Linked DNA regions of Triticum aestivum: region 2 is linked to region 1. A link is a contact called in public Hi-C data. All regions are on one chromosome and are shown on one strand. Each heading gives the region's core, a stretch centred on a gene start, on an enhancer-like site or on the middle of the called end of the contact. The rest is flanking DNA. Distances are from core to core; before and after follow the strand shown. Region 1 holds the start of LOC123093832 (26S proteasome non-ATPase regulatory subunit 11 homolog). Region 2 holds the start of LOC123093836 (COP9 signalosome complex subunit 1).

What was found. A called contact is a pair of places that touch in the nucleus more often than the background predicts.
Region 2: a Hi-C map of leaf shows a contact between it and region 1, with 3 times the contacts expected there. The contact joins the promoter of LOC123093836 here to the promoter of LOC123093832 in region 1. A contact is called at or near these places in 2 of 5 Hi-C or Micro-C datasets (both in leaf).

Annotation. Positions count from the first base shown.
Region 1 is chr4B:645,755,568-645,763,501 of IWGSC CS RefSeq v2.1, reverse strand. LOC123093832 (26S proteasome non-ATPase regulatory subunit 11 homolog) reads left to right here and starts at 3,244. Exons shown (of 2, transcript XM_044515885.1): 1 at 3,244-3,452; 2 at 4,353-5,926. The coding sequence starts at 4,367. The coding sequence ends at 5,647. It overlaps LOC123093833 (dihydrodipicolinate reductase-like protein CRR1, chloroplastic), which reads right to left. Exons shown (of 10, transcript XM_044515888.1): 5 at 7,551-7,646; 6 at 7,341-7,457; 7 at 7,083-7,175; 8 at 6,848-6,949; 9 at 6,693-6,779; 10 at 6,212-6,605. The coding sequence ends at 6,573.
Region 2 is chr4B:646,060,609-646,068,542 of IWGSC CS RefSeq v2.1, reverse strand. It overlaps LOC123093836 (COP9 signalosome complex subunit 1), which reads right to left and starts at 3,734. Exons shown (of 6, transcript XM_044515890.1): 1 at 3,225-3,734; 2 at 1,146-1,466; 3 at 438-554; 4 at 257-342. The coding sequence starts at 3,617. LOC123093838 (a long non-coding RNA gene) reads left to right here and starts at 3,872. Exons shown (of 2, transcript XR_006445614.1): 1 at 3,872-4,204; 2 at 5,823-6,195.

The DNA of each region.
Region 1 (7,934 bases), core at 1,995-4,494:
AAACTTAATCTGAGTACGAATAATCAACAGTGACGGCAACTGTTGCGGGCTTGCGGCGAGGTACCCTCACCTGGACAATGATCTTTGGTCGGAGCGCAGAGGTAAGTGGTGTTGTTGGCGACATGCAGGTCGTCCACTCGAGAGGCGGCGCTGGATATTAATGGAGATCGTGCAGGCAGACAACGAGGTGGGGTGGTTCATCTGTGCGGCCTGCTTCCGATCCAATCTGCGATATTCCCCCATGTGGATGCGACCCCATCACGTAGCCATACAAAACGATATAGGAACCATGATTAGATAAATATACAATGATCAATTGGACTGTATTAGAATTGGAGAGAGAATGAATATACAGGAAACATGCAGGTCGAGCAAGCCAGCCTTTCCTATGGTCGTCTTGTTCCTGCAGATGTTAAGCTAATACCGAATCCAATGTTTAAAACCAATCAATCCCTAGTCTCTTTCTCTGCCAGCGAAAGTTAATCTCTGGCGTCCTTCGTCCAAATTGAATTATATCAAACTGAGCAGGACCGACATAATTATGGGAAAGCCATATAAGAGAGATTAGTGGGAAGGAGAGGATTACGTCCCGGATTTTCAGAAGAAATGTGTGTTAGTGTTAATAGGAAGGAGGGGATAGTGTCCTGATTTTTTTACTGGGGAGATGTGCATTAAAGGAAAGATAGATTGTGTCCTGATTTCCTGCATGAAAAAAGAAAACCGGAAACTTGGAGAAGATCGAGGGGTGGGGCTGGCTAGGGGGTGGAGGTGGGACGAAAAAAACCGGACAAAAATAAACTGTAGAGATTAGCCCATGATCATTAGGAGTAGAGATTAGCTCTTTCACCTTGTCAGACAGTCCCTTCAATCCAAGAATATACAACATCTAGAAGAAATAAAACCAATGACATAATTAGTAAACAATTTCAGCGACAAAAGGATAAACAAATTGGATTTTTAAAACAAAACCTGCACCTGCACAAGTATATGTTATATTAACAAAAGTGCAGATCCCGTCCCACTCTTCTTCCGAATAGCAATCTTGGTGAGTGATCTCGACCGGGTTCGATCGGCATGGCGTGTCGTTCCTCCAGGAGTGGGTGCTGAGAGGAAGGATGGCAAACCTCCATTGTCAATCGGCCGGAGCTGCATCGTCATTTGGATCAGAGCATGGACGAAATCGAGATGGTAGAGGTTGAGGAATTTGTAGGACGTGAGGGTTTAGGGTGGGCATCACGAGAACTCACCCATATCTTGGGAGACGGCAGACCCGAGGTGCAGTCGCGTTCGTGCTTCAGGGGCTGCCACGTGCTGTCCTCGCCGCCATCGCCTGTCGATGCCACTTCAGCGCCACGAGCATGGGACTGAGGGACGAAGGGAAGGAAGCGAGCTAATGACGTACCTATGTTTGGTATGTAATACCCTCCATTAAGAGTAGATATTTTCTTAAAATCGGTTATTTTGTTTCCTAATTAATGTGATTGAGCAATTTAAGGTAAGGTTAATTAATTTAGATTTGGTATTTAGAGATTGATCGTGATTGACTCTTTCACATAAAGACATTACTAAAAATAACTTGCACCAGCATGGAAAGTTATGATCCGTTAAGATTTTTTTCGTTGTGTGAGAGGGTGACGCGATACTAAACCGGTGGGGTGGGGGAGGGACGAAAAAAACCAGCGAAATAAAACGGTTGAAAGTGGTGGGACGAAAATAAACCGTACAAGGCTACCAACTGCTCCATTAGGAGTAGAGATAACGACGGGAGTTTGGGCGTGTGCGGGACTCGATCGCGGGGTTTTTCTTGGTTTTTCACGGCTGAGGGGGAGGTGGGAGGAAGTACCAAAGAAGTACCAAAAAAGACCGGATGAGGTGGGACGAAAATAAAACCCGAGACGCGACCTACCAACTGAGACATTAGGAGTAGAGATTAATTCTTTTATGATGTGGCCAACTCTCATCTAAAAGAGAATTAACTAAGTCTCATTTGCCTCGTGCACTACTTGATTTCACGTGAAGATTCGTGTGCATTTTTTTATTTGATTAACTGAATGTATATGAGACTTTCCTAATTCTCATCTAGCATGAATTACAAAATCTTTTTATAGAACTTCCCAGTGCTTTCGCATAGAAAAAAAACTAAAGAAAGATTACACAAATGTCTCTTCACGCCTACATAAGCTAATCACAGAGTCTGAAGGCTCTAGTTTGGTTTGATTTAAGATCTTTGCTTCGATACAAATTAAAGGTGAAGATTAAAAGTTAGCCCTTGAATCAAAAAGGGTAACATAATCTTTTACATACAAAATCAATCTTAAAGTAACTTTAAGATTCATGTAAACTTTTAAGGGCATTGCTATGCATCCGCCGGCCAATGTTTACATATTATCCGCCGCCTCGGTGGTCGTTAGATCCCCGAGCTGATAGCCGTCCGATGTAGTGCCCGCACCCTACATGCTCACTCGTTACTTCCCGCAACAAACGCTCTATTGCAGAAACAAGATTGCATGCCCACTCATTACCTTCGCAACAAACACTATGTTGCAGAAACAAGACCGTATGCCCACTCGTTACTTTTCGCAACAAAAGCGTTGTCGCCGAAACAAGACCGCATGCCCACTCGTTACTTCCTGCAACAAACGCTCTGTTGCAGAAACAAGACCGCATGCCTACTCGTTACTTCCCGCAACAAATGCTCTATTGCAGAAACAAGAGAAATAGCAGGGAGCACCACCATCGCCACATCGGCCAGAAAATGGGAGAAGGGATCTATGAACCATACCTGTTTCAGTCGTCGTCGGCCACCACCGATCCCGAGCCAGTCGTCGATGCCAGCGCGTCGGATAAGCCCCGGCCACCCAACGCCTTGCGCCGCCGCGTCCGCGGCCCTCCCAAATCCAGCCGCTCACACTCCCAGCCACACGAGCCCACGCTCCTGCGAGATGACCCCCCCCCCCCCGCCCTTCTATTATCCAATTACAGGAATGGCTGTCCTCAAACAAGAAGTAAGTTGCAGGGAACAGACACACCTCTAGCGAACGTGGGAGTGCTCTCGACCATCTGATAAAACATAGATCACGGAGCCGGCAGACAGGCGCGCGCAATCGGCCGGTAGAAGGTAAGCTTTTCCCAACTTTTAAGGGGTGTACGAGAGACAAACTGTTAATTTAGAACCTTGCAATTTATATTATATGTGGCCTCGATTCATATTCAAAATCCATCTATACGAAGTTCCAAAAATAGAAATAAAATCCATCTACACGGAAGGTTCTCTCCGCCGCCGCCGAACCTTTCTTTCTTTCTCTTCTTCCTCTCCCGACTTTTCCCGACTCCTTCGGTTCCTCACCGGCCACCTCCACCCCTCAGGTCTGAACCCTCTCGCGCCGCCGCCGTCGCCGCCGTCGCTGTCGCCGTCCCGTTCTCCATCTCGTCGCGCCTCCGCCTACCTTCAGGTACGAGCCCGCTGCCATCCCCGCTGGCGCCTCCCCGATTTTCGGATGCGCGCAGCCTTCTAGATCCGCCGCTTGGTGCGGTGCCAACGGCAACTGGATCTGCCGACGTTGTTACTCCGCGAAAACCCGCTGCTGGATCGACCTTGCGTGTTCTGGAAGTCTGACGAGTTTGTTAGCGTAGAGAGAAACTGGATCTTGCTGAGGGCAGCACGGTTCTCCCATGCCTTGTGTCTGTTTATCCCTGGTTAGGGTTCAGGGGTTCTGGTTATCGCAATTAGGCTTCAGGAGCTCTTGTTGCGGCCTAGCTTGGTGAAGGGCAATTGTCAATTCTACTGCCGATTTGTTAGAGATGCTGGTGTAGCACAGGGTTTCACCGATTTAATTAGTTCATGCTCCGACGAACACGTCTACCTGAATTGGACACCATATCTAGTATTTTGATTTATGCCAACTTAGCACCCCGGATGATTCCTTGTACAGTATGGTGCTGGGACGCTGTTGAGACGCACGTGTAGCGCTCTAGGGGTTGTCCTGTAAGTCTGTAAGTCTGAATAACGGTGCTTATATCATCGACGATGACTCGAAACACTAGTATCCACTTTGTACTGAAGATTTTTGTACGGTGTGTGTGTTTCCTGACCTGTCATGGTATATGTGGGTTCATTTGCCATGATCAACTACTCCAGATAGTGTTAGAACTTAGAACTAACTTGGTTAGTGTCGCTAAAGTAAACGGCATCTGTAGTGGTTGGGGGTTTAATGCACACCCTTGTGTTCTTCATCTGTTAATTGGAGGCGCCGTGGAGAAAATTCATAAGTTCACTTAGCATTTTGTATTGGAGTGTGTTACTATGTTATTCTTTAACACTTCGTAACTTGGCATTTGTTTCTTGTTCGCAGTTTAGGGTGGGATCATGTCTTCTGCAATGGAGTCATCGTACCTTCCTGCCACTACTGAGTCAATTGAAAAAGCTCAGGAGGCTAAGGATGCTTCAGAGTCAATTTCAATCCTTTACCGTCTGATCCAAGACCCGTCTTCATCTGCAGATGCACTGAGAACAAAAGAGCTTGCGATTACCAACCTTACAAACTACCTCACTAAAGAGAACCGTGCCGAGGATCTGCGAAATCTCTTGACCCAGCTGAGGCCGTTTTTCTCACTGATTCCCAAGGCCAAGACTGCAAAAATTGTCCGTGGAATCATTGATGCTGTCGCCAAGATTCCTGGAACATCTGATCTTCAGATCTCGCTCTGCAAGGAGATGGTGGAATGGACGCGTGCAGAGAAACGTACATTCCTCAGGCAGCGTGTGGAGGCAAGGTTAGCGGCCCTTCTTCTGGAGAATCAAGAGTACACTGAAGCCCTGACCCTCCTTACTGGACTTATCAAGGAAGTCAGGAGACTTGATGACAAGTTGCTCCTTGTGGACATTGACCTTTTGGAAAGCAAACTCCACTTCTCTCTGAGAAATCTGCCTAAGGCCAAAGCTTCACTGACCGCCGCAAGAACAGCGGCGAATGCCATTTATGTTCCACCAGCTCAGCAGGGCACTATTGATCTGCAGAGTGGAATCCTTCATGCGGAAGAGAAGGACTACAAAACTGCTTACAGCTACTTCTTTGAAGCATTCGAGGCCTTCAATGCACTGGACGACCCAAGAGCTATATCCAGCTTGAAGTACATGCTCTTGTGCAAGATAATGGTCAACCAGGCTGACGATGTTGCTGGAATAATCTCATCTAAGGCTAGCCTGAAGTATGTGGGTTCTGATGTTGATGCTATGAAAGCTGTGGCTGATGCCTACTCTAAAAGATCTCTCAAGTACTTTGAAACCGCCCTTCGTGATTTCAAAGCCCAGCTGGAGGAGGACCCTATTGTCCACAGGCATCTTTCATCTCTGTATGATACCCTTCTGGAGCAGAACCTCTGCAGGTTGATTGAGCCCTACTCGAGGGTGGAGATTGAGCATGTCGCGCAGATGATTGAATTGCCAGTTGACCATGTCGAGAAGAAGCTGTCACAGATGATCCTTGACAAGAAATTTGCTGGTACTCTGGATCAAGGTGCTGGTTGCCTCATTATCTTTGAGGAGCAGAAAACTGAGGCCATCTTCCCTGCCACACTCGAAACTATTTCAAACGTTGGGAAGGTTGTGGACAGTCTTTACATGAGGTCCGCAAAGATCATGGCTTGAACACTAGTACCCACATGATAGTTTATCTGTTGGCTATGGTTTCATCTTGTAACAGTTCTGTTAGTCTCTTTCTAGACATTTAATCCTGCCTGTTTGACACTTTATTCTGCATGTTTGGGTTTTTAGTTGAAAATATATACCATGCTCACAAACAGAATAGTTGGTTGTTTTTTGTATGGTTGGCGTGTACCATGAAAACTGGGTGGTTCAAGTATGAACCATGTTATGCTGCTGCAACATTCTTTTGTGATAATTTTCCATTAATTTTTTTTTCCTGTATGGCATAGATATGCTTCATACACAATGCTGAGAGGTTGGATGGCTTTTCACTGGCATCGGCGGTCAATATGCTGAGTTGAATCTATGCATGGATTGTCCTGGGGTTTTTATCTGTGTTGAGGATAAATGTCAATGCTGCTATGAATATTGAAATCGATGTTTGTAGTTACAAGACTTGTGTGATTTCTTCATGTCAGCTGCTGCCCTGTCAGCAGCGATTTCTGTGTACCAGTCCTGCAGTGCTTTCAGAGTTGTAGATATACCAGGTTAAAGGGTACACTAGAGTTACAAAAAAGTTGGTACACTAGAAAGGCCGCGCCATAGCGGACCCATATAATTTTTCTCCAATATTGTGGTTCTGAAAAACCTCTGAAAGTATAGCAAGTCATCAGGTACAACCCCTGAGACCATGTCATCTGCTTGCTTATTGTCTGGAGCACCATCAGGAGTGTCATCTTATGCATGGTGGAGCCATTCTTTTCAAAATTGTGCGCCATGTTTATAGGGTTCTCGAATCCGCCTTGCCATTGGCACTCTTTCTGATCATGAGTAAAGACAGAACTGATTTGATCCCATTTCATCTCTTATGAAGAACAATAGGAAGCTCAGTAAATGTAGTTCTCTGGATATGTTACTCGAATAATTCCTACAAGAACTTCTCCAGGCCATAAATCAAGTTCTGCAAAAGATGCGATTAATTATTTGTTTCGGTGTAGAGATGCTGTCTCTGGAATACATACTGAAGAAAAAGGAGTGCGCCAGTTACCTTCAACCGTATCACCTTCCGTATTGCCAGAATCAGTCCTGGCATCAGGCTCTGGACATCTGTAACATCATGCTTCAAGGTGTAAACCTGAAAATATTGTTACTGTGGTCAGTTCATCCAAAGTTCAGTCAAAAGTATTATTAGAGCTTAAGTACCTCTCCGGGGCCCGACAAAACGACCGACGTGCTTGAGGCAAGTCCTGGAAGAACCATGCTGTGCACACGCACTCCATCTTCTCCGAGTACCTGACCTCTGGCCTTTAAAACACTAGCCAGTCAGTTTGTGAAAAACACATCATTTACTGTTTTCAAGTTGCTGTTATAGAGATGAAAATTGATTACTCAAATGCACATCGAAAGTAAAATTTCTGAATATCTGTGCTGCGCTTACTGGATTATCGGAATCCATATCTTGTCTGTTGTATATCTGACCAAGATCAGATATGTTATTCGCAATCTGTATCGCGTCTGGCGATGGCAAGTCCTGTCAATGCCAAATACATCAGTCTAGCGATCTGCACATTGCTGATAGCACATCTAGACAACAGTATCTAGTAGATGTTTTCCTCATGGGTACTGTAAACTTTTTTCCTTAGGCATGCATATCATGGTTAGTGCAGAGGGTTAACTTGTCGGAGGTGCTTCGTACCGATGGGTTAGGTCTTGATTCCACTATCTCGACGTTGTTGTAGTGGAATGAGGCCTGGATTGCAGCTTGTTGAAGGAGCACCGAGCCGATCGACAGTGTCGGTGCGACCAAGCAACCCTGGCCATGGACTCGGCATAAGGTTGCATGTTATGTTTGAATGTTCTGATCATGGTGAATTTTAGAAACAATCGAGAGCAGTAGTAGCCTTACCATGCTTGCCTTGTCGCAGAATGCTGACAGTTCAGTTACTGTGTCCATCTCGATTTTCGGAACGTATACCACACTGCTTAAGCCAAATGCTGCTGCCTGCGTGTGAACCAGTTTTGGGTGGTCAGATAGTGTATTAGTAGATTTCATCCAAGTGTCAATGGAGAGGTTGCACAGCCTGAAGCATCCATCCAAGAATCATTGACCTGAAAAGGTAGCATAGCATCCACTTTGTTTTGCAATTCAGTTTACATTCTACAAGTAAAGATGTTATTCTGCATCTTCCTGGGAGTAGTACTAAGTAACTGAACAGCGTATGAATTTAGTCCTGAATGGCGGCATTACCGTACCACCATTGTTGTGGTTTCTGACATGCTTTATTGAGGT
Region 2 (7,934 bases), core at 2,485-4,984, 300 kb before region 1:
TACTTATGAAATTATTATGAATTGTGAGTGCAAGTTCTACTGCTTGACACAGGGTTTCCAGTATATTGAAAAAAGAACAAAAGCATATACGTTGTATTATATGTGAGCTCTGATGATATAGTAAAAAAACAAACAGTTGCAAAATCTTCGACATATCCTATCAGAGTAGCAAGTGTAAAAACAACCACCACCCTGAAAAGGTGGTCAAGAACGATAAAATACTGGAGTACTAAAAGCTGTCCCAATAGAAGCATACCTTGCATAAAAATCATTGACCAGCTCCCTTACTTCAGGCACTAGCTCAAGAAAGTTACGGAAGTTTATGTTGTCAATAACTTTGCTCTGGCAAAATAAACAAACAAGCATGTTTCAGTGTAACCGAAACCGACCAACCATACAAAAGGCACACAACAAAAGAAGAAGAACAAGAGGTAAACCTTAAGTTCTGAACGATCGAAAGAAGCAAGTGCACAAAGGGCACCATAAACAGCCACATCTTGCGGAGCTATGACTTCAGAATAGTTGCTTCCTAGTTCAGGTCCTGTCTCAAGAAACTTCAGGGAAAGGGGAAATATCAGCAGGAATACTTTATACTAGGAAAAAATACAAGACATTGCCTATTTTACTACTTTTTTTTTGGACAACATACTATCTATAAATGGGAGGCAAGTCCCAATGTGCCTGACCTACTAGCTGTAGGAAACAACCTCCATACATAGTTACGCTAACCAGTTGTAACAAAGAGAGTAAACAAAATTCGTTTAAACTACAGTACAGTACTGATAGCTGTCAGAAAAAAAATTCGGTGTGCTGTCTAATCCACAAATGACTACTGATACTTGTCAATTTATTTACAATGTACGATGATACACTAATAGTAACTTCACAGAATATTAAAGGAACAAACAAATCACTTAATCTGTTCAAGACTTTTCACTGATATCTTGAAACAAGTAGGGGTTTAACAAGAGTACACTACTGGCCCTCGAAAGAGGTACTGCAAGAACAGAACTAGCAAGATAGGAATACCAAACATGAAGTTTCAATCATATATCATCTCTGTAATATCAACTTCAAAGTTTACAGGCGCAAAGAAAGCTCAGCTCAAGGAAAAAAACAAGAAACAGAACAGGTGGAGGACAAACCTTGCGGGCAGCAAGTTTGTATTTCTTTGTCTCCAAGTTGGCCAATCCTGCAGCTGCTCGCAACTTGGCAACAATGACAGCATCCAACGTGTCTGGGGTTTGCTCTGCTTTGCTGACATAGTTGGTAACATGTGCAAACTGTCCCAACTCAATGCTAACCAGAATCACATGCATACACATTTGAACTATATGCTTGGAAGTGGTGCAATAGTCCCGTGTCCGGATATAGCTTTTGAAGGCTTCCGAAAGGTGACCATGAGCATAGAAGAAGTCACCAATGTCGTTATAACCCATTCTGATGCTCTCTTTGATCAGGTTAGTCTGCATTTAAAGAAGCAACATAAATGCAGAGTCACTTGTTTGATACATATATGACGTCACCATTCAACTCGCCAAGGCCACAAACAAATATACTAAACCAGAATTCAAATGCCAAAGAACAAAGAATACGACAACAGATCTAATAAACACTTCCACATATTTTATAGATTTTCAACATATATTATGCAATGTTATAGAGGTGGAAGTGGGTTGTGTAGATGAGAATGTAACATAACATTGTAGCAGGTGTCTTCCCCACTCTCTTCTTTAACATATGATACGCACACCTGTGCGTATCGGAAAAAACCCCGTATATTATGCCTATATTCAACACTACATGCCTTCCTAAACTGTTGTAATAGGCCCATGCATAGAGATTGCATGATTAACAGAAAAATTAATCATAACTCTTTTAGGTTTGTTATTATTGACTCACTATAACAGATGCAGTAATTGTGGACCCTAGACAGCATCTATCACATACCTAGAGCTCACATTGTGCTAGACGATAAACACTGCCCACACCCCATCCTTAAACCAGCAGGCCAATTCATTTATCTAACTACCTTTTGCCAATTTTACTGCTTGTTTAGCTAACTTATCCCAATTCCGTAGCTATTTTTCAGTAATAAAATATAAAATAAGTCCAACACAAGAAAATTCGGCAACTGCAAACCGGGCCTTAAACTCAGGCTCAAAGGAAGCTCTGGCAGCACAAACTCAGGCTCAAAGAAATTTCAAGTGTGCTCACAATCATATGTTCTAAACCATTTGACTGTTCCTATAATGCATAAAAGCATATTAGGTAAATTTCACATTTGAATCACAGAACCACATTTCTATCATGGACCCTAGCAGCATATATAGAGGCAACAAAGCGTGGGAAGGCATGCCACAAAAACAAAGAGGCAAGAAAATACAGAATAATGGCTGAAAATCAGATAATGGCTTGTGTGTCTGTCTTCGACAAACTGCAAATAAATTAGATAATGGCTTGTACATGTGTGAGCCAAGTCTAGCACCAACCAAAGTCTGGGTTCATATGTAATAATGAACAAACTAATCACAGAGGCAAAAAAGAATAATGGCTGAACATACTGGGAAACAGTTCCCTTAGGCCAATATTGGCATGAAATATCTTGTTTTTACCTTGATTCTGCTAATATTAGGAACAATGGCTAAATCAGCTAATGGCTCTATTTACTTCCAGTGATTGTTTCCATGTAAAGAGTTTAATTGTGCACGATGATCTTTTCCTACAACATCACCTAACGGCAAAAGGATTGCATTCAGAGAAATCGTGCATGACTGTCATCCCAAATAACTAGATAACACCTATAGTTCAGCACCGCACCCTGATCAAACAATTACCAACATCAGCGTAAGCAATGTGCACGGTAACGACAATTTACTATCTTATCATCACAGCATAGAAAATTATGCTCATGCAAGGAACACTAGGCTTGCACATAGTAAGGGAACACAGCATAGGCTAATATTATAAATTAGAGACTACTACTCGCACCACGCAAATCAGAGTCATCCACACTCCACAGAGTAGGCATTACATCAAACCAAGCCGTCTATGATAATGATGATTAACCAGACAGATCAGCAAGGAATACCAACACGGTAGGCCCAATTCCTCGACGGATCAACGCAACCACCACATCCTAGGCAGAAACTAATGGGAACGATGCAGTAAATTCAGAGACGCGGTCAGAACAGGGGGTCAATGAAGGGGCAGGGTTTTCTCACCCTGTAGCCGTTGAGTTCGGTCTCGAGCTTCTCCTTGCGCTGCTCGGCGCGGCGGTTGACGGAGTCGACCCAGGCCTGGTCGTGGCGGTAGCGCGGGCCGAGGCGGCCGTTGATCTTGAGGACGGCGTCGAGGTAGAGCACGGTGTCCTCGCGCGCCCTGGCCTCGTCGTGCGCCATCCGCAGCGCCTCGAGCTGGATCGCCTCCACCCCGCACCGCTCCGCGATGAAGAGGAGCCGCGCCACGCGGGTCCGGCCCGAGTACTGCGCCGCGTACGCCTCCACGTCGAGCTGGTCGGCGGAGACCGGCGGCGCCGCGGCGGCCTGCTCCCCGCCGCCCAGCCCGTTCGTCACCGCCGCGGCCGCCGCCGCCGAGACCTCGCAGTCCACGTCCATGCTGCTGCCGGGGATCGGCGCTGGGGTTCGCCGCAAAACCCTAGAGAGAGACGGGGGAGGCGGAAGCTTCGGGAGAGGCGAGATGCCGAGGAGGGGAAAAGACGGAGGGCCTGGGTTGGAAATAGCACGGGTGGTGCGGGCAGATATGTAAAGTTACGTTGGGCCGGGTATGGGTCACGTGCGTTGGCCCAATAATTCTTATGGGCTAACAGGCCGAAATAACCTCTTATACAATATGGTGGGCTGGCTGGTGGCGTGCTGTGCTCTACACTTTTTAGGTCCAAGGTCCCGGCGAGCGAGGAGGTCTCGAGCGGCGGCGGCGGAGATGAGGGCGGTGAGCGGCGCGGTGGTCTCGTCGAAGCCGGTGGGCTTACGCAAGGCCGCGCGCGTGTTCAGCCGCTTCGCGGCCAGAGACGCGTCGGCGCTGCCCGCCGGCGCGGGCGCGCTGGTCCTCTGCGCGGCCGAGGCCGCCGCCGAGCTCCACGCCTTCCGCTGCGCCCGCGTGGGTCCCGACGGCGAGGCTGAGGCGGAGGTGGCGCCGGGTGGCCAGGAGCGGCGCAAGAAGAGGAGGAAGACGGGGCGCGAAGGTGTGTCACTAGAGTAGGCTCTTTTAAAAAAAAATCCATGTGTTACTGTGGTATCGATTAGTCTGTTGTTCTTGATGCTGTTAAATCCATTTGTTACTGTGGTAGCGACTAGTAATAATTTGTCTGCTGTTCTTCACCGTGTATCATTTGGGACGAGCTGCGTTGTATATCCTGCTGCTGGGGCTACATTTCACTCCCTCCGTCTCATAATATAAGAACGTTTTTCACGCTAGTGTTTCAGTGCAATCGCTGAACTGAAAAGACGTCTGAGCTTGTGTGCTCTGCTCTTCAGCCCATGACTGAATCCCCTGCTGCCCTTGAACTGTTTTTTTTATAAGAGAAACTTGAACTGTTTTATTAGTTGGATGTTTAGCTTTTCAGTTTTCCTTTTGAGCCACAACCCAACTCCGTAGTAAGGTTCCGTTGTCTGTCTGTCAGTGGAGCCTCGCTGATTTTCCAAAAGGAACAAAACTGTCGCTGTTGATTTGGTTCTGAGGTCTGAACTCGTGTGCGTTGGAACTTCAGCGTCTGATTTCTCTTTCGGACGGATACTTGTGTTGTTTTAGCACCTTTCAGCTTTAGCTAGAACATTACTCCAGCTGCTGGATCGGATCCCATTGGCTCAGACATCACTTATTGCCGACTCGCCGGCACCTCTGCTTCACCTGGCCATGACCGGCAAGAAGATCCCAACGCAAACACGCAATCACATCTCATCCAGTCAGGAGTCAGCCGTCACGTTCCACGAAGATTACCGAAGTCAGACACACAATCCACTAAGTCCAGACAAATTTGGTGCAATCCGCTTCAGTCCAGCTTCAGTCTGCGCTGTCCATCTCTTAGATCCCTTGAGAAAGATATAGAGTATGTAGGTAACACTTTTCAACTGAGCTAGAACAGTAATACCATTAAATCTGACAGATTGCCATGAAAGATTGCCAAAGTTAACCACTTATTCAGATTCAAGTGATCAACAGGAGCCTCATCACTGGATAGAAACAAAACCACATAAACATAGTATTAGGCGTTAAAACTTGAATGTTTGTGGACAAAAGAATAACTATATTGTCTTGGAATTCTATACAGTGATGGAATGCAAGATGACAATAGACCTTTTTTTTCTCAAATACCTGCAAAAATAAAATCTACCTCTTCCTATAATATAAGATTTAATACAAGTTGACAAATCGTAATATATTTGCCTTTGCTGAAGATCCGGCTGAAGCTGGAACAAAGACAGAAGCTAAACTATCCTAACCAGACTCTATATAGAACTGGGATGCAGGTCCGGTTAGCAATCTCATACCATGAAATTGATATATGCAATCATAAAAACAGACTCCCTCTGGAAAAGGATTTTGAGGCCAAAATACTATGGACCAGCACCAAAGTACAGACAACATTCGAGCATCTGGAGTGGGTGACATGGATCACATCACCGGCGTCAGGATTCTACTTGAGGAACTCCAAGCATTTCTCCAGCCATGCTTGATCTGCATTTCTAGTTGTTAACAATAATACTTTAGAGTTAAGATAACTAGGATCTGGATCTCTTGATTAGAACACCCATCAAGCAGAATAGTGGTTACTAACCGTGATTATCTTGATCCATTAACAGGATAGCCCCTGGCTCCACCTTAGCATCTCCAGCAGTGAGAAGATCGTCGGGAGGAAGGGCATCAGCAGGCGATGTAGCAGACACGAAGGATGCCGCCGGCACGGACCTGGAGGTGGCCGGCGGTGGAGGTGGTCTTCTGATCCCCTTAAGCACCCTTTCAGGATCGGCTGTTAGGAGTAACCGGGTGCTAACCCGTACGTGTGTTACCCCCAAGGGGTACGACCTCCTCATTTTGTAAGTGGTGCGAAGGGGACAGGGACCAAAACCAAAAGTTGGGTCAATGCCCCCGATCAGGGCATGTACTGGGGATGCAAATCCTCCCCTTCTTTGTCTCAGTTTGTTATAACCGTAGATCAATTCCAACATTCTCCCCCTTGATCGTATGGTTAATAAACGTCATAAGCCCACACTCGATAGAAATAACACACCAAAATAAAGTGTTGCAATGACCAATGAGATGCCACTGAACCTCTTTACCTATAGTACATCACTCTATCTCGAAATGGAAAACATAATACCTTTTGGGAGTTGGTTTATAAGATGGTCCTAATTTCCAGGATCAAAAAGCTTTCCTAACCCATGCCGGCAACATAATCATGAGTATGGGTGGTGAGCCTCTTTGGTAAACGGATCCGTAATACATACAAATCATTTTTATATGCTTAACATCATTAGCTTGATCTTGGATTCTATCTTTCACAACATGATACATATTGTCAATGGTTTTGGCAACACCATTTGACTTGTTGTTACTCGCATAGAAAACTGCGTGTTCATAATGCAGTAGGTGGTTTTTATAAATGTTGTCTACCACCTTAATTTCGGGAATAGAACTTCTTTGACATACAACCCGCCCAATAGCCTCTTAACGTGCCACATCGTAAATTGCATTATTTCTAATGCCATCAATGTCATTATGGAGCTTTTCCACGATATAGCTCCATATGCGAGAGTGAGGATGTAACATAACGTGGAAACTTTAATATCCACACACCTCGCAGAAACAATGTCTGAATAACCAAGGATATTGAGGTTATCAGACTTGTTAGTAGTGAGCATGTAAACTTTTATTGCCTTGCATATCTACAAGACTTTTCACGGCTTCTCCGGTTGTCCATTTCTGGACTTGTATATTTGCCAATTATCCCGGTCATAAATAGGGCAAGTTGATATTTGAATACTTGCATTGCTTCTGACAACTGAAGCATAAGGAACTAACATTACCTGATCAGTTCATAATGGTTCCTTGGACACTAAACTGTCCACCTTTATTGCCCTTGAATTTAGTAGCAGGTGAGATAGAGTACGTACTACCATGTAATATTTTCTTCCGTACTCTATCAATGATGTCATCATAATAAAACTTATACTCCTTTTGAACCTATATCTTGGCGAAACTCAATAGAAGCAAAGTATGAGGCATCACCAAGATCCTTCATGTTACAAATAGAAGATAGAAATTACTTGGCTCGCCAAAATATTCTATCTCCACAAGGTAGTGACCTTACTCCCCCTCGTCTTATGGTATGAGTGTCCCAACACTTGTATTATCTCATAATTGTATTTCTTTAGATAACATGCCTTATGTCAACTTCACCCATGACAAAACCGTACAGTTGAGTCATACATACATTATCAACTAAGTCAACACAAGAGCATGTCATAGTAATAACACAAATGTCACAACAACTCACTGAGGAATTCTATGGAGTTCCATACATCATTAGGGCTCATAATCTTCATCCTATATGGCAACAAGCCACTAAGATGATCATTCACACACATTATCTATCGTCGGGAAATTGTTGAGTCTCAACAATAAGTATTGCATTAGAGAAAAATAAATTCCCCTCAATTTACCTGATGCATATGAACAAAGATCTAATGAAGTTATCCTTAAGATTAATGTTCATACGCTCCAGGTTCCCTGATGATCACTTTATTTAGAAGATGGAAAATATATCCAAAATATTAATAACAATCATCTCAGCTCTAAACCACAACACCGTTGGGCTGAAGATGGAAAAGAACTTAATGAACCGTGACAAATGATTATAAACAACGTTAGTCAGAAATATAACCACAAGCCACATAATACTGACAAACATGCCA